Regions from separate parts of the Mus musculus genome. Here regions 1, 2, 3, 4, 6 and 7 are each linked to region 5. A link is a contact called in public HiCAR-type and HiChIP or PLAC-seq data. All regions are on one chromosome and are shown on one strand. The core of a region is the stretch at or near the end of the contact, and the rest is flanking DNA. Distances in the headings are between cores, read along the strand shown. Region 1 holds the start of Zranb1 (zinc finger, RAN-binding domain containing 1). Region 2 holds the start of Abraxas2 (BRISC complex subunit). Region 3 overlaps Dock1 (dedicator of cytokinesis 1). Region 4 holds the start of Fam53b (family with sequence similarity 53, member B). Region 5 holds the start of Fank1 (fibronectin type 3 and ankyrin repeat domains 1). Region 6 overlaps Dock1 (dedicator of cytokinesis 1). Region 7 holds the start of Dock1 (dedicator of cytokinesis 1).

The links. HiCAR-type assays count read pairs that join an accessible place to other places. HiChIP or PLAC-seq counts read pairs in DNA pulled down with a chosen protein or histone mark.
Region 1: an H3K27ac HiChIP or PLAC-seq map of cardiomyocytes shows a contact between it and region 5, with 3 times the contacts expected there. The contact joins the promoter of Zranb1 here to the promoter of Fank1 in region 5. A contact is called at or near these places in 2 of 39 promoter capture datasets (cranial neural crest and pre-B cells), 1 of 484 Hi-C or Micro-C datasets (embryonic stem cells), 3 of 115 datasets of contacts at active chromatin or transcription factors (astrocytes, cardiomyocytes and stem cell-derived neural progenitor cells) and 1 of 9 other capture datasets (embryonic stem cells).
Region 2: an HNF4G HiChIP or PLAC-seq map of pancreatic cancer cells shows a contact between it and region 5. The contact joins the promoter of Abraxas2 here to the promoter of Fank1 in region 5. A contact is called at or near these places in 4 of 115 datasets of contacts at active chromatin or transcription factors (astrocytes, embryonic stem cells and pancreatic cancer cells).
Region 3: a contact with region 5 is called in a FOXA1 HiChIP or PLAC-seq map of pancreatic cancer cells. The contact joins the enhancer-like site here to the promoter of Fank1 in region 5. A contact is called at or near these places in 1 of 39 promoter capture datasets (embryonic stem cells), 4 of 115 datasets of contacts at active chromatin or transcription factors (astrocytes, embryonic forebrain, embryonic stem cells and 1 more) and 1 of 9 other capture datasets (liver).
Region 4: a HiCAR-type map of astrocytes shows a contact between it and region 5, with 3 times the contacts expected there. The contact joins the promoter of Fam53b here to the promoter of Fank1 in region 5.
Region 6: a HiCAR-type map of astrocytes shows a contact between it and region 5, with 3 times the contacts expected there. The contact joins the enhancer-like site here to the promoter of Fank1 in region 5. A contact is called at or near these places in 2 of 39 promoter capture datasets (embryonic stem cells and neural stem cells), 5 of 115 datasets of contacts at active chromatin or transcription factors (astrocytes, craniofacial prominence, embryonic forebrain and 2 more) and 1 of 9 other capture datasets (liver).
Region 7: a contact with region 5 is called in a FOXA1 HiChIP or PLAC-seq map of pancreatic cancer cells. The contact joins the promoter of Dock1 here to the promoter of Fank1 in region 5. A contact is called at or near these places in 2 of 39 promoter capture datasets (both in embryonic stem cells), 7 of 115 datasets of contacts at active chromatin or transcription factors (astrocytes, embryonic stem cells, extraembryonic endoderm stem cells and 1 more) and 1 of 9 other capture datasets (adipose tissue).

Annotation. Positions count from the first base shown.
Region 1 is chr7:132,929,825-132,932,524 of GRCm38.p6, reverse strand. It overlaps Zranb1 (zinc finger, RAN-binding domain containing 1), which reads right to left and starts at 1,349. Exons shown (of 10, transcript NM_207302.3): 1 at 980-1,349. 1500002F19Rik (a long non-coding RNA gene) reads left to right here. Exons shown (of 2, transcript XR_003946678.1): 1 at 1-1,517.
Region 2 is chr7:132,857,831-132,860,530 of GRCm38.p6, reverse strand. Abraxas2 (BRISC complex subunit) reads right to left here and starts at 1,306. Exons shown (of 9, transcript NM_198017.3): 1 at 1,198-1,306. The coding sequence starts at 1,296.
Region 3 is chr7:134,772,633-134,775,332 of GRCm38.p6, reverse strand. All of the region lies in intron 18 of Dock1 (dedicator of cytokinesis 1), which reads right to left. Among named protein-coding and RNA genes, the nearest start is that of Dock1, 100 kb to the right of the region's middle. Within about 2 kb of position 1,387, at least 83 of the 459 cell types and tissues checked have an H3K27ac peak or open chromatin away from gene starts, as enhancers often do. A contact at or near this core is called in astrocytes and pancreatic cancer cells, where this site is marked.
Region 4 is chr7:132,812,456-132,815,155 of GRCm38.p6, reverse strand. It overlaps Fam53b (family with sequence similarity 53, member B), which reads left to right and starts at 1,308. Exons shown (of 5, transcript NM_001381858.1): 1 at 1,308-1,575.
Region 5 is chr7:133,775,513-133,778,212 of GRCm38.p6, reverse strand. It overlaps Fank1 (fibronectin type 3 and ankyrin repeat domains 1), which reads right to left and starts at 1,322. Exons shown (of 11, transcript NM_025850.2): 1 at 1,243-1,322. The coding sequence starts at 1,255. Dhx32 (DEAH (Asp-Glu-Ala-His) box polypeptide 32) reads left to right here and starts at 1,410. Exons shown (of 12, transcript NM_133941.2): 1 at 1,410-1,611.
Region 6 is chr7:134,708,085-134,710,784 of GRCm38.p6, reverse strand. The region is part of intron 1 of Dock1 (dedicator of cytokinesis 1); the gene reads right to left. Among named protein-coding and RNA genes, the nearest start is that of Dock1, 39 kb to the right of the region's middle. Within about 2 kb of position 1,379, at least 37 of the 459 cell types and tissues checked have an H3K27ac peak or open chromatin away from gene starts, as enhancers often do. A contact at or near this core is called in astrocytes, forebrain and neural stem cells, where this site is marked.
Region 7 is chr7:134,669,221-134,672,059 of GRCm38.p6, reverse strand. It overlaps Dock1 (dedicator of cytokinesis 1), which reads right to left and starts at 1,373. Exons shown (of 52, transcript NM_001033420.2): 1 at 1,216-1,373. The coding sequence starts at 1,261.

The sequences.
Region 1 (2,700 bases), core at 100-2,599, 850 kb after region 5:
CCCTGTTTTCTCTATATAAGCCAAGTCACCCATTTTTGATCAACAGAGGTACCATGCATGTAGCAAAAGTTGGTAGGGAGTCGACTGAAAGAGACTGCGGGGTACAGGAGCCACTCATTATATAACACTTCCAAGTATTTGTACATCACGTTTATTAACACCATCACAGGTCAACTATACAGAGACCAAACATTGCAAGCAGTGGAAAGAACTTATAAAAATTGACTTAGTGGGTAACCGAAAGGGGAAATCGAGGGGTTGAGATACAAAATTCTAAGCAAGGTGGTTTCAAAACCAGCGTCTCCAAGATAATGGGCGGGTTCAAACTTCTTGCTTAACGTAAACTGCCTCTCCCCGGCGCTAACAGCAAGTATTACAGCTCTTTTGTCTGTGCAATGACCAGCCAAATTAGAGCAGAAAACCAAAACAAAACAAGAAAACCCACAAGGTAGGTGCACAGAGCGATCGTTACCGGGAGCGGAGTTCCAGCTGCCCATGGCCACCAGACATCAACTTTCACCCTGATTTGCTTTAGGCAACCGGAGGCCAACGTATGAGGGGAGAGAAAGTGGACAAGGGACCAAAACACAAGTTTGGGGACCAGCACCAACTTAGAGCGACAAATCCGGGTGTTTATGGCCTACTAAGAGGTGGGAATAAGACCCACACACTCGGACTCGGGAGGGATCCCAGTTGCCGGAATGAGGCGGGCAGAAGGGCAGCGCCAGCCGCTGACGAAGGCGGCCAACTGAGGTCGGTAAACAAGCCGGGCGGCCACTCTCCCTCATCCTCCGGGTTGTCCCCGCGCTGGGAAGCCCAAGATGGACGCGCGGCCGCGGACAACCCCGGGCCTGCGATGCGCTATCCCGCAACGCTGCCGCCCGGAGGCTCGGCAGCCTGCTCCCCGCGACGCCCCGTCAGGCCGCGGTCGACCCGCGAGGGGCCTGCGGCGCGGCGCCCCCAACCCAGGCCCGGTTACCTGGCGGCCGCGGATCCTCCTCCTCCCCGTCTGACGCGCGGCGCCCGGCGGCCGCGGCGGCGGCGGCGACTCCCGCACGGCCAGCGGCGACGAGCCGAGCCCGGCCCCTCTCCGCCTCCCTCGGCGCCGCCGCCCACCCCGCTGCTGCCGCCTCCGCCCTCCCGCCTCAGTCAGGACATGTTCTCCGCGGGCCCGCGCGCGGCTCCCAGCGGCCCGAGGGGCGGAGAGGCTGCGCGGAGGCGGGGGCCGAGGCTCGGGGACAGGGGCGGAGCGGTCTGGGGACAGCCTCGGGCGCAGAGGACTCCGAATGGCGGCGGTCAGGACCCTAGAGCTAAATAAACCCCGCGGCGGCCGCACAACGTCAGGAACTGGACCTCGCTGCTCACCGTCCTGTGATTGGTCCCGAGGCCTCAGGAGGCGCAGCCAATAGGCGACCGCCTCTTTCCCGGCGCAGGAGCGGGCCGCGGCCGTGACGTCAGCAGCGTGCGTCCTGATTGTGAGGCTACGGCGCGCGCGGTCCCGCGACGCGTCCTCCCGGGTGAGTGTCTTCAAGTCTAAGTGCAGGATGCACTTGGGAGGTGGGAGCCTTCTTCCCCTGGCCGCCGGCCGCTCTTTGCTGCAGAGTCGCCAGCGCTTTGAATCAAGCGTGAGTCACGCATCTGTTTGCTAACTGGGAGACCGCTTGGCCGTTCCTTCGGCGGTTTAAAACAGTTTTTAAAATTTCAATAATTTGACCCAGGCTGTCATTCTGGGGCTCAGGCTGGCCTGGAACTCTTAAACGATATTCCTGCCTCAGCCTCCCCAAGAGCGCTGAGATTACAAGCCTTGCTTACTTGGCATTTTATTTTGTTTTCAGACGAGGTTCTCTTGTAGCCCGATTTATTTCTAACCCCTCTAAATAGCTGAGACTGATCCCGAACTCTTAAACCTCCGGAGTGCTGGACTTACGCCACCACTACTCTTAGCTTCACCTAGCCCTACTTCAAACTTTTTCAAAATGTAAACTGCTTTAAAAGTAATGTGTTAAAGGCCGTAGAAATAGTTCACTGGGTAAAGTTGCCAAGCCTGACAGCCTGAGTTCCATCCCCAGTACCTACAGAGTGGAAGAAGACGACTAACTCCCACAGTTGTTCTCTGGGCTACACACAAAATAAATAAATGTAATTTTTAAAAAGATAGTAATATGGGGGGTCTGGAGAAACGGCCAGCGTGTAAGAGCACTTACTTCGGAGAAGCAAAGTTCTGCTCCCAGCAGCCACTTCAGTGGAAGACAGTCACCTGTAACTCCAGCTCCAGGGGGTTCAGTGCCCTCTTGTGGCCTCTACCAACACCCACACTCACTTGCACAAACACATAATTAAAAATAAAAATAATTAATTAGTATCTTGAAGGAACATTAACAGCAATCTGGGAGGGCATTTAGTAATTGTTTGGATACCTCAGATCCAAAAGGATGACCGTGTTACTTGAAGTTTGATGTTTCCCAAACTTGAGTGGGAATTCACTTTGTGAAGCTGTCTTTGGTGTCTTGAGTTATTTGCATAAAATGGTATAAGACAGCTGTACCATGGCCATCAAAAGAACAGTACTTTGTATAACTTCCCCTCACCAACATCTTTCACAACCAGTGGGGTGCTTCCTCTCCATAGCCATTGCTATGGAGTAGAGGCCTTCAGCAACCCCCACCTGGTCTGAGAACTTATCCATAAATTAAGTTTAAA
Region 2 (2,700 bases), core at 57-2,556, 920 kb after region 5:
TAATCTTGTCTTATACACAAACTATGACATTCCTAGGTACTCTCTAAAACAGAATAAATAAGCACCCTGAACTCGTAACTGCAGTCCATGGACGCTAGGAACTTTACAACCACTTACAGTATTAAGAGCTAGCTGCAATACTGAAGGCTAGTAGGTCAGAGCTGGCTTTAGGAAAAAAAGCAGAACAATGCTGAATATATTCCTATCAGTAATCTCTGCCATCAACACTGCAGAGATGAAAAGAACAGTAAATTCATTCCACTCAGTATACTCATGGAATCGCCTCTCAGAATCAGTCTTTATTAATGGAATCGAAGATCAGTGACATCAAACCAAATCCAGTTTCCCTTCTAACTACTGTTTTTATAATGACAACCACAAAAAGCCCCATCTCTTATTCAATGAATTTAAATCGTTCACCAATAACAACAACACACACACAAACCGCTAATTGGTGGGAGAGTAATGTCCTGTAAAAGCACCTATTTCACAAATAATTTCCAGAGGTCAACGGCATTGAAAGGCAATTCGTAAAATAAAGACACCGAAGAGTCCTATGGACTCCATGGCCTGTACATTTCTGATCGCTCATAAGTGGGCCTGTCACTTCCCTCTTAAGACAAGTTCCGGGGATTAGAACACTCGCTGAGGAACTAAACAGGCAACTTTGAGGAAGTGCAAACAAGACTCTGCACCTAACGAGCCTATTCACATTCTCCATTTTCCACTGGGGTGAAAAAAAAAAAAATCCAAACAGCCACATCTGATAAGTATGAACGGTGACAGACACGACGACCCGTGTGGCCGGGGGTCAGAACTTGGATCCTCTCCTAGATTACAACCCAGACCTTTGAACTCCATCCCGACCCAAGGCACTCAAGTCTGGAAGCGCGATTCTCAGCGAGGGGTAGGCACCCAGTTTTGGCTAGGCGACTCCTGACACTGGCGGGGCCGGGCGCTTTAGGTCCTTTGGACTGAGAACAGCTGTGCCAGGACCCGCCCGAGGCCGAGAGCGCCAGAGAAGGGCCCGCGGGGTGCAGGAGCTGGAAGGGGGCGGGAGCCGCCTGGGTCACCAGCTCATCGGTTTGTCCCGGGGATTGAAGGCCGAGCCTCCAGCGGTCGTCGCTTGGCCGCAGGCGCCGGCCTGAGGAGGAAGCCGAAGGCCCCAGCGGCCACGGCAGGGGGCCCGGCACCTACGTGGTCGGCGTTGCTGTTGGCGCTGTGGAAACACACAGCGCTGAAGGTGTAGCCCGAAATGGAAGCCGCCATGATGGAAATCTCCACCTCCCCCATCATGCCCCGCGGAGGGTGCACAGCCTTCCGGACGCCCCGCCGCTGAGCATCCTGGGAAATGAAGTCCTCCAAGCTACTCGAAGCTAGGACAGGGAAGTAAAGGATTCCAGATCAAAGAGAACCAGCACCTTCAGTTTTGTGTGTTCCTCAGACACCGGCCTGTCTGTACAGCCTTGTTATAATCCAGTTTGTCCCTTCTGCAAATGAAGTTGAAGGATGGAAGGCCGGAGATGATTCCAGCAATTGAACAGGTTGAGATTTGACTTGGGAACAGCATGATGTAATTTCAACTTGAACAGACCACTTTGCCTGCCTGGTTGAGACTAATGCGTAGGAGAAATGGAAGGGAAGGAGATTTACAATAATCCCCACCTGGTGCAGTGACAGGGGAATTATGGTCAGAAGTAGTGGAGCTGGTAAAACGATTGGATTCTGGACTCAAAAACAATTCAAATATAAGTCGTGTAAGGGCAGAAGGGTTGCATGTCGGAGGCCAGCCAATGAATGCTACATAGACTTGTTTCAACAAACAACAAAAACAAAAACCTTCAAGTTTGACAAAAATCATAGAAGACAAAAACAAATAAGTAGCAATGAATAAACTATCAAATTTAGAAAGAAAAAAAAAAAGGGAACTATTTCTTCTGCAGCTTGCTAAGACTTCAGTATTCCTAGCTGGGCTCCTGATTTCCCTACAGAGCTACTTCTCACTTCTTTTCCAAGTTCAGCAAATAAAACTGTTTATGACAATTACTCAAATCAAAACCTTTGCAGCTGGGGCTGGAGAGATGGCTCAGAGGTTAAGAGCACTGACTGCTCTTCTGAAGGTCCTGAGTTCAAATCCCCGAAACCACATGGTGGCTCACAACCATCCATAACGAGACCTAGCGCCCTCTTCTGGAGTGTCTGAAGACAGCTACAGTGTACTTGCATATAATAAATAAATAAATCTTAAAAAAAAAAAAAAAACCTTTGCAGCTAGCCTTAACAACTTCTTTTCTCTTGTTCCCTACATCAGATCAGCTAAAACGATCTTCAAAAAAATACTGAGTCCTACGATTCACTACCAGCACATCTGCCACCCTGACCCAAAACACCATTTTCTCTCTCCTGGTTATGACAACTTCTCAGAGTCCCAGTTGGTGGCAATTTTGCCCTTAAGGGATGCTTGACATTGCTAGGAGATATTTTCCAATGCCAACCCCAGGGGAAGGAGGTAAACTCAGGAAAGGCCTCATAACAGAATTAACCAGTCCAAAATGTCGAGGTAATGAAGTGAGGCTGTTGACCTGCAAATATATCCTCAACACAGTCAGTGAAATGATCATGGTAATGTTTAGATATAAGGTGTCAATTATACCTGGCCAGCCTCCAAATCCTACGCCGACATGCCCTCCCCCTGCATTC
Region 3 (2,700 bases), core at 138-2,637, 1.0 Mb before region 5:
TCCCCCCTTTTTGGGTAGAGGGGCAGTCAGCGATCATTAGATGGATCAGACTAGCCCGGAGCTCACTGCAGAACCCAGACTGTATTTGAACTTGTAAATTCTCCTGCCTCAGCAACCAAACCCCATCCCACCCAACAAAAAACTTGGATTATAACATTTGTACTGCCCATCTGGGCTCTGTATTGCAAATTTGAGGAAAAAGTTCAAATGAGAAAATTCACAAATCACCCCACTGGGCAGTGCTGAAGGAAAAAGTTTGTCCCTCCCCCACAGAGCTACCCAGGCAGGAAAGGCCTCCAGTCCCGGGGACTCAACACAGCTGGGTTCATAATTATCCTTTGTTTCATGACTCCTTTCCCTCTCATTATACAGTAAGCTAATTGAGAGGAGGGATCGCATCTTACAGTTCTTGTCCTATCCCCTATGGCAGCCCACACAGCGCTGAGGACAGAGATCTTTAATACAAACCTTGATGAATAATTCAGCCCCTGCTTTTCTTTCCCTAAGTAATGGAACTTTGCGAGAACAAATTATGGTTTCAGGAAAAATGATTCCCTCAGAGGAGAATTTGGGACTCCACACTCAGGCGCCAACTAGGGCACCCCCATCTTATACACTCCTGGCATGGCACAATCCCAAAAAGGGGTATCAATGCTTGCATGAAATGAAAGCCAGATTCTTCCTTCTGTTCAGTGAGCAGCATCACTTTGGAATTTCCTTGTTGCTTGGCAACAGCTGCTGCAGAGACCAGGGCTCTCTCACTGGGTACCAGGGAGGGAATCACCCTGCAAATGGTGAGATTCAAGGAGCTGTAAGGTAAGAAAGTATTCCACACACCACCCTGGGAGGTTCCCCCCCCCCCGCATGTTTTAAAGAGATACTGTGGATGAGACTTGTTTTGATAGGAAATTATGATCAAATTTCAGACAACTAGCGATGCATCTGGAACACTGACCCACATATAAGACAGTGGCTTCCTCCAAAGTGAGAAGCTGAGCAGAGCTCAGCACCTGCTGAGACACTAAAGCAGACACACTTGGGGTCAATGACCCAGCTGGGGACACCACCCTTAGCCTGCATTGAATGAGGCACAAACATTAGTTCATGTACCCCAATGTAGGTACACGCTGAGAATCTCATTCCTAGTACTGGGACATTCTTTGCACAGCCCAGTCACTAGCTGGAGCCCACATAGCTGACTCATGTCCCTGAGAATCAAACTCCTGCACAATCCTCCCTCCCCCCCCCCCCCACTTACACAAATCCAGTCCTTCTGGGAAGTGGGGGATGGGGGGGGGGGGTCATTTGCTGGTAGCGATTACCACAGGCAGCAAGTAAGAACCCTTCAGAAATGATTCAAACCCACGGTGACTTGGCAACCAGGAAGTGTCCAAATGGTCTCCAAGTATCGGTGTTCACATAGGCTCAAACAACTCAGATGTGTCTGGATGACTCACAGCCTCTCACTAATATTTTACTAGGGAGGCCAAGGGTGGGAAAGCCTCACTGGGCAAAGCTGAGAATGAAGAGAGATGTAAAATGTAAAGAGAGATGGAAGCAGCAGGTGGCGAAAGTTTGAAAGACACCTGACTGGCACGCCTCAGCCCTCAGGACAGCAACATTTCTCCCTTCCAGAGTCCCATCTTCCAAAGGACGGGCTTCTTCCATGCTAGGGTAATCCAGTGCAAGCCCAAACGATGCCTGCTCCTCGGCAAATCTCAAACTCCAGCCATGACTGACAGGCAACACCGAGATGTGATTCCTGATAATGACGGACATTAATAATCACAACTCCTATCAGGCAGTTAAGAGGGAAAAAAATTGGATTTTCAAGCTCCATTTCAAGAGAGCATAAAGTCTCTGCACAGCTATGATACGGCCACATTAGGAGGACGCGGCTTTTAAATGAAGGATTTGTGCAGAGAGCCTCTGCCTCCTCCAGACAGAGTCACGGCAACGGTACTGGTGTGCCCTGAATAAGAAGTATCGCCACCGGGCTGCCATGACTCCGAGGAGGCTGCAAGCAGTGGGAAATGAACTCAGTCAGCCCAGGGCCGAGGCATCAGCTGATGAGTGACCTGCCACATTAGGCTGAGCTTGGTGGACTAGAACCAGCAAGGAGGTCTTATCTCACACTGTAAGCAGGGAGCCCAAACATATCAGGCCAATCAACTTCTCCAAAGAGAGATAACTGGGAATTATCTCAAGGAGAATCAAGACAGAGGAAGACACAGAGAAGGGAGTACCTCACATCTGACAGTGTGTATACACTAGCCAGAACGCTCCGGAAGCAGGCATTATTCACATGTGTACCAGCGGGAAGAGCTGGGTTAAAAGCTTCGTTACTCAAGGTCATTTCCAGGGTTAAGTTAGAATGAAGGTTCAACTCCATTTCTCTGATCTGTTTTCAAACCTTGTGTATTCCCCATGATGCCTTGTTTCCTTCTTTTGCCTGGAAAACTTCTCCAAGAGGAAGGCTGACAAGACGGAAGAGTGGTTACGGTGCTCGCTAACAAGCTTGATGAACAGAGTTCAAGCCCCACTGTTCACACAGAGAAAGGAAAGAAGCCAGTGTGTCCTCTGACTGCCCCCACATACACCACAAATAAACACATTTAAAAATAAAATTAAGTCCTCCCATTGTTTAATCTCCCTGCTAAGTTAGTCCTCAGCCCAAAATAGAAGTGTGAGTTTTAAACT
Region 4 (2,700 bases), core at 59-2,558, 960 kb after region 5:
TATTCTTACAGAGCTTGGAGGCTAAGGTGGTAGTGCTGTGATCAGGTGGCTTTTGGGAAGTGACCGTAAGTGTATTATAGTAGCCTCTGCTTTGCCCATGTGCCTGCCTTCTTTTGACAGAACATGTGGTTCTTATTCCTTTAAAAAAAAAAAAAACATAGCCCTTAACATGTTTCTTAAAAGGAAGTAATGTATTATGGATATTAGCATCTTTGTAGTCTGTGTATTAGCACACTTGGCCTTCTTAGAGTGATTTGATTATGTTCGAATCATCTCTCTGAGGTGAACACACATCCTTCCTTCTGATGAGCATCTTCATCTTATGGCAGAGTCTCTGAAATGAGCTGTAGTTAGTGTGAAATATGTTAGCTTATGCCTTTCTGAAAAGAATAGGTCCAGTGTGGTCACAAACTGAAATATTTCAGCAATAGCCATGAAATCTAATAGTTTCCCAAGTGCACACAAACTCAAAAAGTTAATTGTTCATTTATGTTTGATACTAGGATTGCAACATTGGATTAAAACCAATTAAATGTTCCTCGAAGCAACAGAAAAAGTTTCCTGATTTATGAATAGAACCATTCAAACGGTGCAGACACAATCCATGTAAAGTAATGAGGTGTTTTGTTTTTTTGGCAAAGGGGAACGCAAAACAGGCATAGAGTCTTAAAAAAAACTCTTAAAAATCTTTTTGGATAAGGTTAATAACACACATCAGCAGGAAGGAGTGATGGGAAATCTAGGACTTCATTTCACAAGGAACGTTATCCCCTCCCCCCCCAGGTGAGCTGCACAATGAAAATACTCTGCTTATTCTATCAGGGTTACATTCCTGCACTTGAGTCAACATCCTAAGTTACAGAACTAAACATGCCCTGCCTCTGCTTAGCAACCGCAAATCCTTCCTTCCCCAGTTGCATGTATTTTGGATGTGGCATCTGAAGTACAAATTCCTCAAATTCGATTGCACCCAGAGTCAGGAACAGTGCTTTATTATCCTAAAGTGTGACCGCACCAGAGTCCGTGCCACCTCCCTTTGCGGTCTTGTTCGCCACAGATTCTTTTAAACTGCTAAGCCAAACCCGGAAGCTGGCCATCTGAAGCCCACGAGGCCTGAGTTTCAATCCTGACTTGTGCGGTGCTACTTCCCTGAGCCCCGGCATCCAGGCGTGAGAGGTGCGTGGTGCGGGTTCACTGGACACCCGGCCACACTGACGGAGGCGCGCCGTGGACCCCCCCCCCTCTCCCCGCCCACCGGCGGCTGCGCGCACTGCACCTCGTAGCGGCACGCCGGGCGCCCCGGCCGCGACGCCGCCCGCACAGCGCCACCGAGTTCACGCAGCCGCGGTCGAGCTGCCCGGCGGCAGCAGTGGGCATTGGCGGCCTGGCCGAGGTCGGTTAAAGGGACGAGTTGCAAACAGTTCAGGAAGTGACAAGTCGATTTCCTCCTCCCCGGGAGTCGCTCGGTACAAAGCGCTCGGCGCCGGCCGGAGAGCGTGCGCACGGCGGACGCGGGCGTGCAGCCCGGACGACTTGGCGAGCGCTTGCAGTGACGGCCCGCGTCCGGCGCGCACAGTAAGCGACCCGGCCGGGCAACCGCGCCAGGGGGCTGGTCCGGAGTGGGGTCGGTGCGAGCTCCCCGGCGGCGGCGGCGGCGGGGGAAGTTGGGCTCGCGTGCGCTGCGCTCGCTCTTTCCTTCCTTAATGCTGCTGGCTTTCTTTCTCCCTGTCTCCTTGTTATACGGCGGATCCGGTGGTTTCTACCGGCGCCGACTCTTGCTCGCCCTGGTGCAGGCGTGAGACTTGTCAGCGCGCTGGCGGGGGACGAGCAAACCTAGCGCTGCCGAAAAGTCTGCGCTCCGCCGACCCAGCGGACGGCCGCGGAGACGGCTGCGTCCCGAGCAGCCTCCTCCTTTGAGGCTCAACTTGAGCCCTGGCTTGTGGCAGCAGCGAAGGCGCTGAGCCCCGAAGTTCCGCATCGTTTGCAGACAACTCTTTTGTTCACGGAAGTTTACACCCGCCACCCCTGGGATGCGGGCGCGCAGGGACGACTCCAAGGCTACACGACTGACCCGCGCGGTGTCGATGGGGGTGAGAGGGCGCTCTGCCTAGGGAGGGGGAAGCAGGCGGCGTGGCCGAGGCCAGGGCTTGAGGAGTGGGGGGTCGCCTGTGCCGGCGTGGTTTTTGCACATGGCGAAGAGGGCCGTCCGTCACAGGATACTAGCCTAGTCACATTTTTTTTTTTTTCTTTCTGCCAATCCTTGGTTTGCTAGCCGGTGGGAGTCAGGTTGCCAGCTAGGGGTTTCACTTGGTGGAACCGGGACCAAAGAGACTTGGAAACCCAGAATCCGAAGAGGGTGATTTGAGTTGACCCAAGTGTTTTCTCGACCCCCCCTCCCGCCCCCACATACACAAGCTCCTCTTCTACCCTCAGACTAGGGGAACAGTGCTTGCGGGTGAGTGGGACAAGGGCCTGGAATTGCGTGGGCAGGCTTGTTCTGGACCCTCGCCTTTGGACGCCCCCTGATGCTCCTGACCGCCGGGTTCGTTAACACGTACTGTACTTAGTACCATGGCGAACAAAGAAAAGCTCTTTGCAGCATTTGGTGAATGGGATTCTGCCTCCTATAGGCCACACTCTTGAGTTTTCCATACGGTAAAATTGGGACTCTGGTGTTGGGAAAGTGGCCCCCGTCGTGGG
Region 5 (2,700 bases), core at 73-2,572:
CAGCCATCTATCATACACAACTTTGTAGCCCATCGTGGTAGCCCATGCCTTTAATCTTAGCACTTCATAAACAGAGGCAGGTGGACCTGTGGATTTGAAGCCAGCCTGGTCTTTAAACAGTGAGTTCCAAGCTAGCCAGAGAGATAGTGAGATTCTGTTTCAATCAAAACAAAATGAAAAACAGCACTGTAGCCCCAGCACTTTCAGAATGTGGAGCCATGAAGATTCTGAGCCACTGGTTCAGGAGGCTAGGTCACGAAGTTTGCCCTAAACTCAAGGTCAGCCTGGGCTGCAGGAGACAAACTCAAACTTAAGAGTATTTTTAAAAACAAAACAAAAACCAGGGCTAATGAGATGACTTCGCGCAAACAATGCTTGCAGAAAGTAAAAGAGCCAAGTTTGATGCCCAGAACCTCCATAAAATATCAAGTGTGGTGGTGTGATTTGTAGATTCAGCCCTAGAGAGCTGGAGACAGGATCACCTCTGGGGTTCTGCTAGCCGGTTTGCCTAGCCTAGTTCACTAGAGCTCTAGGTCAGTGGGACACCCTGTCTTGAAAACCAAGGTGGGAGCCTGAAGATGTGGTTCAAATATCATGAACACTGACTGCTCTTCCAAAGGACCCAGCACCCACAAGCCTACTCACAGCCTGCTTTTATTATAGTTCAAGGGGATTGGGTTCTCTCTTCTGGTCTCTGTAGAGGCACAAGGCACATGAGTGGTGCAGAGACATATACATGCAGGCAAAACATCTGTACACATTAAATAAAATAAAATAAAAATTTAAAACCAAGGTGGATGGCAAGAAAAGACACCAGAATGTCCCCTCTGGGTTCCACACAAATGTGGCACACTTGCATGTGCACCTGTGTGACACCTGCACACGTGTGCACAAACACATGCATCCGCACGAATAGTCAATAACAAAGAACGGAAAATTTAAGACAAACAGGAATGAGAAACTTTTGTTATGTATCTTATGCTGGGCGGAAGCACATGAATTATATATACCACAGACTTTAGGGATAAGATCGAAGAGAGGCAAGAACACATAAATTCAAGGCCCAGGCTCCATGGAGGTTCACTAAGACACTGGAAGCACTATTAACCATTCGTAAGCCCATTGCTAGTGAGGGCATCAGCCGTGCTCTGTGGAATCTGTGGATCATTTAGCCGAGGGTTCGAGACCTGGCCCGGCTAGCTCGGTCTCTGCTCGCACCCCAGGCCCTAGCCCGCCGCTTACTGTGGGGCTCCATGGTCAGCTGCTCCCGGGGGCCCTCGGGCCCAGCCCTGGCGGCGCCGCCCTCCTAACGCCTGTCTTCGTCTGGCGTCGCTCGGGTTGCCCTGACAACCGGGGATGGGCAGGCGAGCGGGCGGGCGGGGCCCGGCGGACGGCGAGAGGGAGGGACCAAAAAGTGACGTGGAAACGCAGAGCAGCGCACGGGCGGGAGTGGCGCAGGGGGGTCGCGACCCGGGAGCGCGGCGGCTTCAGCAGAGCCGCGCCCCGAGCTCGGGAACGCTCTGTCAGCTCCTCTAGGGACCACGCGAACGTCGGCCGGGCTCGGGAAGCTCCCGCCCAGGCTCTGGGAGGCCTCGGCGGCCGCCGCTGCAGGTAACGGCAGGGCAGGCGGCGGGGAAGCAGGGAGGCCGCGCACCTGTTGCGGCCCCGCCCGACCAGGCACAGCTGAGGGCGAGGGCGCCCCCAGCTCCGGAAGGAGAACCGGAGCTCCGGCCTGAGATCTTCTGGACCCTGGTGGGTTAAGTCTAGGATGACCTGAGACGCCCCAGTGAGAGTCAGAACAAACCCTGCTCCAGCCGGATGACTCGGTCTTTGCACCGCCGTAACCCCAAGCTAGAGTCAGGGTTACCCCTGCATCTGGCGTCCGTCCAGGTCAGGGTCCGGATGAACCCGGAGATGCCCGGGTGAGAGTCGAGATAGACCCTGTTCCTGCTGGAGGACCCAGCTTTTGCCTGCCAGTACCCATTCTCCAGAGTGAAGGGCTATTGCTTCAGGATGTTGCCCCAAGTCATGGTCCGGACTCGGCCTTTGCGCGTGGCAGCTCTTTTCCAGGGTGGGTACCCTATACCGGGATGTTGTCCCAGGTCAAGGCTAGGATGACCCTAAGACTCCGAGTATGGGTGCTCTCAGCTCCTCCTGGAGGACTCGTTCTTTGCACCACATGTTTCAGAGAGGGGTGTTCGAATCCGTTTGCCTAGGTGAGGGTGTGAAAGCTGCTCCTGCCTCTATAGTAGGCCAAGGCTGTCTACTGAGACTACGGGCAGTTCCTCCCCTAGTCCTGCTCTGTCTATCATCCCCACTGTCACCTATCATATTTCAGGCTGTGGGCCCCTTGTGGGATCTTGGAAATTGGTTTAGTTTGGTGTGTGTGTGTGTGTGTGTGTGTGTGTGTGTTTGTGTTTGTGTTACAATACTCATTTTTCCTGTTGATTTTTTTTGGGGGGAGAGGGGGGTCACTGAGTCAGCCAAATTGTGTAGGATACTGGTTTCAAAGACCAGGATCCAGGTTTTCCTTTAAGAAAGGTGTGAAGGGGGGAAAAACCCACTAGGAATTTTTATCTGGTATGGTGTAGAATTTTCAAACCACCTCAGAGAGTGTCATGGGTTAAGGAGAGAAGAGGGGGAAGCAGAGGAAGGAAGAAAAATGGAGAAGAGATAAGAAAGGGATGAGGAAGTGCGGAG
Region 6 (2,700 bases), core at 130-2,629, 930 kb before region 5:
TCCTGCAAACCAGAGAACAGCAATGGTGGCAGACAGTCTCTGGACAGAACTCTCTCATTCCCAGAGATGAATTTTGACTCTCTAGAGTTTGTTGAAATTCCTCCTGTGTAGTGTTGCATTCCTAAGCTTTGATAAAAAATAAAATTGAAGATTAAAAAACAATCAAGCCCTCTTTGAGATAAACAATAAAGTGGGGCACACAGGGGTGTTAATGAAGGAGCTGCACAGAGGCTGCAGAGCTCAGAGCAGTTCCCAGTCATTCCTCTTTCAGTAAGATGACTTGTCAACACGCCAAGTCCTCTGCCGCCTCCTTCCACCATGGGCAGGCTCCCTTCACACTATGGTCCCACTGTGCACCCAATGAGCAAGACAGGAGGCACATGCGTCCTCCACCTGAGAAACAAAGGGCCCCTCCACATCACCTCCATGAAGCAAATCCTCCCTCCTGCTACCTCCCTGTAAGGTTCCACTTCAAGGCAAGCAGGCCCCTCGCTCTAGCTGAGACCAGCACTGGGACTGGAAAGACCAACAGGAGCTCAACCGCAAGCCCCACCTCTGCTCCTTTGGTGCAGTTTCTCACTCTGTGAAACGGAGTGACAAGAGCCACCATAGCACCCGTGGGTGAGGATGAGATGTTGCCTAGGAGGTCGACCAGTCAGTGCCACTCCAAGCCTGTACTTGCTGAACAATACTGTCAGCTTAAGGAGGGAACAGGGGTGCCGGGAACGGGGCTCAGTATGCAAACATGAAGATCTGAGTCTGGATTCCCAGCACTTACAGAAAAGCCAGGCTTTGTAGAACACATCTGTAAACCTGAAACTGGGTGATGGAGACTGGCTCAGGGTTCAGTGAGAGACCCTGTCTCAAAACCCAAGATAGAAAGTGATCCAGGAAGATGTCAAATGCAACCTCGGCACTCTATCGGTATACATATGGGCACATATACCCACCCACACAGCATGAGAGAGAGAGAGAGAGAGAGAGAGAGAGAGAGAGAATGAATGAATTAGGAACTGTCTCCCCATAGCACAAAGGCAGGTGAATGTGACACTCCAGACGTCTGTATCCTCCATCCTCCTCCTGGTCCCTGCCCTACCCCAGGACCTCTCTTCCCTGTCACTATGGCCCAGATGAGGGTGTGCATGTCTAAGTAGGACTTATAGGACTATAAGAGGCAGCGCCTCCATGCATAAAGATCACTCTTAGAATCTAGAGGTCAGAACCAGAACAAGCCTCACTCTTCAGGGTTAATCCCAGGATTTCCTAAACTTTGGCTCAGGCAAGGGCGGCACTGCAGGGGGCGGGGGTGCAAGGCTGGGATATATTTGCATACTCGGATGCTAATGGCCCAGCAGCCCACACACTGCCCTCTTGTTCCCAGGCAGAATCAACACTGGGCACTGGCAGCTGGGGCTTGTCCCAGATGCTCTGCTGAGGAGAAGGGGGACAGCCTGCACTTCAGAGGGACCCATGCCAGCTTAGCCTGAGGGAGAAAGCCCAGGGCCTGGTGTGGTTGGACAAGGCACCTGTCTTTTCTGTCTGTTGTATATAAGGAATGAGGCCTAGGAGGAACACCTGCCTCCAGCACTGTGGAGAGAGGAGCCAGTGCCCAACCCTTGCCCCCAGAGGACACAAGACAAATCTTGCCTTAGCTAAACGCTTGATAAATTTGTCTTTCCTGGAGAGTACCCAAAAACACAGAGAAGACAGTGTGCAATAATTGGGAGTAGTGTTTGTGGTGGGCTGCCTGGACACAGAGGGCAAAGAAACACTCACAAACATTATGTAACAGGGACATTAAAGATGAACACAGAGAACTGAGCAACTGAGACCTGGGGAGAGTCCTATCGTGCCTACAGTGCTCTGCCCAGACAGACACTGGGACTGGTGCATGGTGACAAATGGCTGTAACCTCAGTGCTGAGGAGACAAAACCAGAGAGATCAGAGGTTCAAGACCAGCCTGAAAAAGTAAGCAAGACCCTGCCTACAAAGAGTGGCCTGCCAGGGACATCCCTTAGATGGCATTTTACAAAACACCCTGCCAGCCCATGATGGTGCTTATTTCTGGGACTGGCTACGTAGTAGAGCCCATCGCAAAATACCAGTGCAGTCTCTTATTTGACGATTGCTGTAAATTGAAAACAGGATGACTATAATTAAAAAGTTATAATACAAACATCTGAAGAAGCCAGAACCCTTTACAGATAGATTGCATACTGCAAAGAGGCTGCTGGGGAAGCCACCTGGACAGCTCTTCCAAAAATTAAGCATAGAATTACCATGGAACTGAGAATGGCAGCCTGCACCTGTCATCCTGGCACTCAAAAGGCTGAGGCAGGAGAATTGCTAGCATAGTCTATACAAGTACCAGACCACCCTGGGTAACCTACTGTGCAGCTTCCAAAGCCCAAAAAAAAAAGAATTGCCAAATGATTTCACTGACGTGGGCTTAACACTATGAACGGGCCGACCACCCACCAACTTGAAAGATCAAGAAAAGAAAGGTCTGTCAAAAAGGGAAAGCCTACATATATGGTACTACAGAGAGAAGTTCAAGATGTGACTACAAGGCCTTAAATTAAGTGTGGGAACTTTTGGATTCAGCTGTGATGTTCCACTAGATGGTCCACTAGAGGGAATCCAAAATTACTTAGCAGATAGGCAAGCCTGTGAAAAATTATTTAGATTCAGTTAACTTA
Region 7 (2,839 bases), core at 124-2,623, 890 kb before region 5:
CTGGGCAACCCCAAGAGAAAACCTCCCACACCCTGAAGCCATCCTAAGTAGGACCCTCATCCCAAATTAAATAGATGGGACTCTAACAGCCCTTCCCAGCTCTGCCATGGGCCTCTGAAAGGTCGGCCAAGCACAGGTGGAGCTCAGCTCCAGTGTTCACAACGCAGGGAAAAATCCTCCAAACCTGGGTGTGGGCCTAGAGTGGAGGTAGGGGCCCTAGGCTTCTCCAGCCCTGCCCCCATGGCCACCATCTCCTACTTGTTACAGAAATAAGTAACTGGAGTTCAAAGGAAGGACACGGCCTTGTAGACTGGAGTCTCCGGGAAGCTTTCAAAGACAGCGGGCTGGGACATGAACTAGGCCTGCAAGACGGTGCTGAAGGCATGCCTAGAACAGACAGCTGCTGAGAAAGTGCCCCAAGGCAGCCCTTAGGGTGGAAGGCAGCAAGCTCCCCTAAATGCTTGCTTGCAAATCCCCAAGAAATGCCTGCTTGCAAGTCAGAGTCTCTGCTCAGGTGAGGCTGGGCGTCAGAGGATCCTTAGGGAAAAGAGAGCAGGAGCCTGGAAACGGAATGGTCAAATCTGGAATGCCAGCGAGCCCTGAGGCCTAGACAGACCTGACTTTTGATGTGGGCTAGCTGGGGGGCGAGACAAGGTCTGCAGGGCTCTGGGACTGTCTGGCCATTGAGGAAAGCGGGACTCCTTGGATCAAAAGTAAGCTTGCAACCCTACTCCTTCTACCCCCTAGGGAAGCGACAAAGGCAAAACCAGGTCCCCGCCCTCGAGGTCCGTTTCCAGAGCCCCGGGGACACAGGAGCGCCTGAGTGTCCCCTACCATCCAGGGCGGGAAAGGCGGCACCGACCCAACCCGGGAGGCGCAGCCACTCCTCACGCGAGAAAAGGAGGCTTCACAGATCCGAGCGCTGCACAATGAAAAGTGTCCACCCGGAGTCCCGGATGCCAAACAGAAGTTTCCCGAAGAAGCCAAAACGCACACAAACAATGACCCCGGGAGCCCCGCGCACGCAGGAGCACACGGGACTACGACAGAGCGAATGCGCGGGAATGAGGAGCACGGTGGACCCCGGAGGGTCCCCGGGTTCCCCACGCGGGCTCCAGCCCCGGGCGGGCCGGGCTCCGCACCGCGCGGCAACAGGCTGGGCGCCGCGGCGGGGAAGTTGCGCGCGGGGCGGGCGCGGGGCGGCGCGCTGCTCACCCACGCCGTACTTCTCCTCTCGCTTGGTGGGGACCCAGCGCGTCATGGTGGCGCTGGCCGCAGCCCACTGGAGCCGCCGCTGCTGCCGCCGCTGCTCGGGCAGGAAACTCTGCGCCTAGGCCGCCATCTTCCATTCCTTCCCCGCCGCGACAGGATGGGGAGGAAAAAGTTTGCGGCGGAGGCGGTGTCATGTGGGACGGGGCGGGCGGAGCGTCGCGGGCCGGATGGGAAAGGCCGGGAGCGCCGGCGAGAGGCGGGACGGCGGCCGGCTGTAGCCCGCCCAGGCGCGCGTGCCCTGGGGCTCGGCCCGCCGGGTCCCTCGAGGGACCCAGGCTGCTTCCCGGAGCCCATGGACGCCCTGCATGCTGCAGGAACCGTGCAACTCACATCCTCTACTTTCCACTAAACACCGTGCACCTCGCACCTACTAATCTGCACTGTATGGTCCTCACCCTGCACTGTCTACTCTGCACCGCATCCAGCACTCTTTACCCACACTCTACTTTGAACACCGAGCACCCAGCATCCCAAACACTCTGCACTCTGTACCATACAGGGTACACACATACACACACACACACACACACAACACACACACACCACGCACACCATCCTGAACACTGTACCCTGCACCTCACAAAGTGCTATCTTTTCACACACAAGCGTGCACGCGCGAACACACACACCACAAATCCTTATAGCCCTCTAGGCCTGGATCTAACACAAATAGTCAGACACCACACATGTACTCACTGGTGTGAAGTGCGGAAACCCCAGTTCTGACCTGGTGGAGAGCGTTGGAGCAGAGCTAGGAGTTCATCGTAGTTCATTCATTCATTCAAAGTGGGCACCCATTTTGCCAGGGTCTGAGCGCATTGAGCGTGCCTAGTAGCTGATGGGAGTGGTGATGTACAGTCAGCACTGGTAAGAGAAGCCTAGGAAAAGACTTTGCAGCCCCTGGGTGTTTCTAACAGCCCAGATCTCTTTGGGTGTTGAGGGTCTGGAGCAGCACAATGAGGCTCCTAGTTTGCAGCAACTTTGAGGCGTTCAGTAGGAACTGGGCCTGCTGAAGTGGGGAAAGAGAGGAAGTGGGAAGAGAAAGGAAGCCAGTTCCAGCTTAGAACAAGCAGCTCCTAGCAACTCTAATCTGAAGGAGGCTGGTCTCAGACTCACCCAGTGCCAGCCACCCACAAGTGCAATACTTCCGATTTCTTCAAGGCCTGCCCATAGACACACCCTGAGCGTTCATTAGAATCCAAGAAAAGGTTAAAACTAAGGGGAGGGGTGCAAGGGGACCTCGGGTCCACAGCAAGCTATTAGAAGGGGCAAATGAGATTGCATATTCTACTGTGTGCCCTCTCTTGCATCCTAGAAACAATGACAAAGACACCAGCCTGGGAATCTTCAAGGACTAAAGGAATGAAAGTTTAAAAGAATGAAGGCTACATTGTGTAAGATTGCATGTCAGAGCCAGAGAGGGGCCAACTCAACTAGAATTGGAAAGGTCAGGTGCCTACCTGCTGTAGACAGGGCCACCCCAGCCTGGAGCAGTTATATCAACCCGTCCAGAATGCAGCTTAAATAGCCAGGAGCTCCTGGATGGGGAAGGTGAGAGAGAACCTCC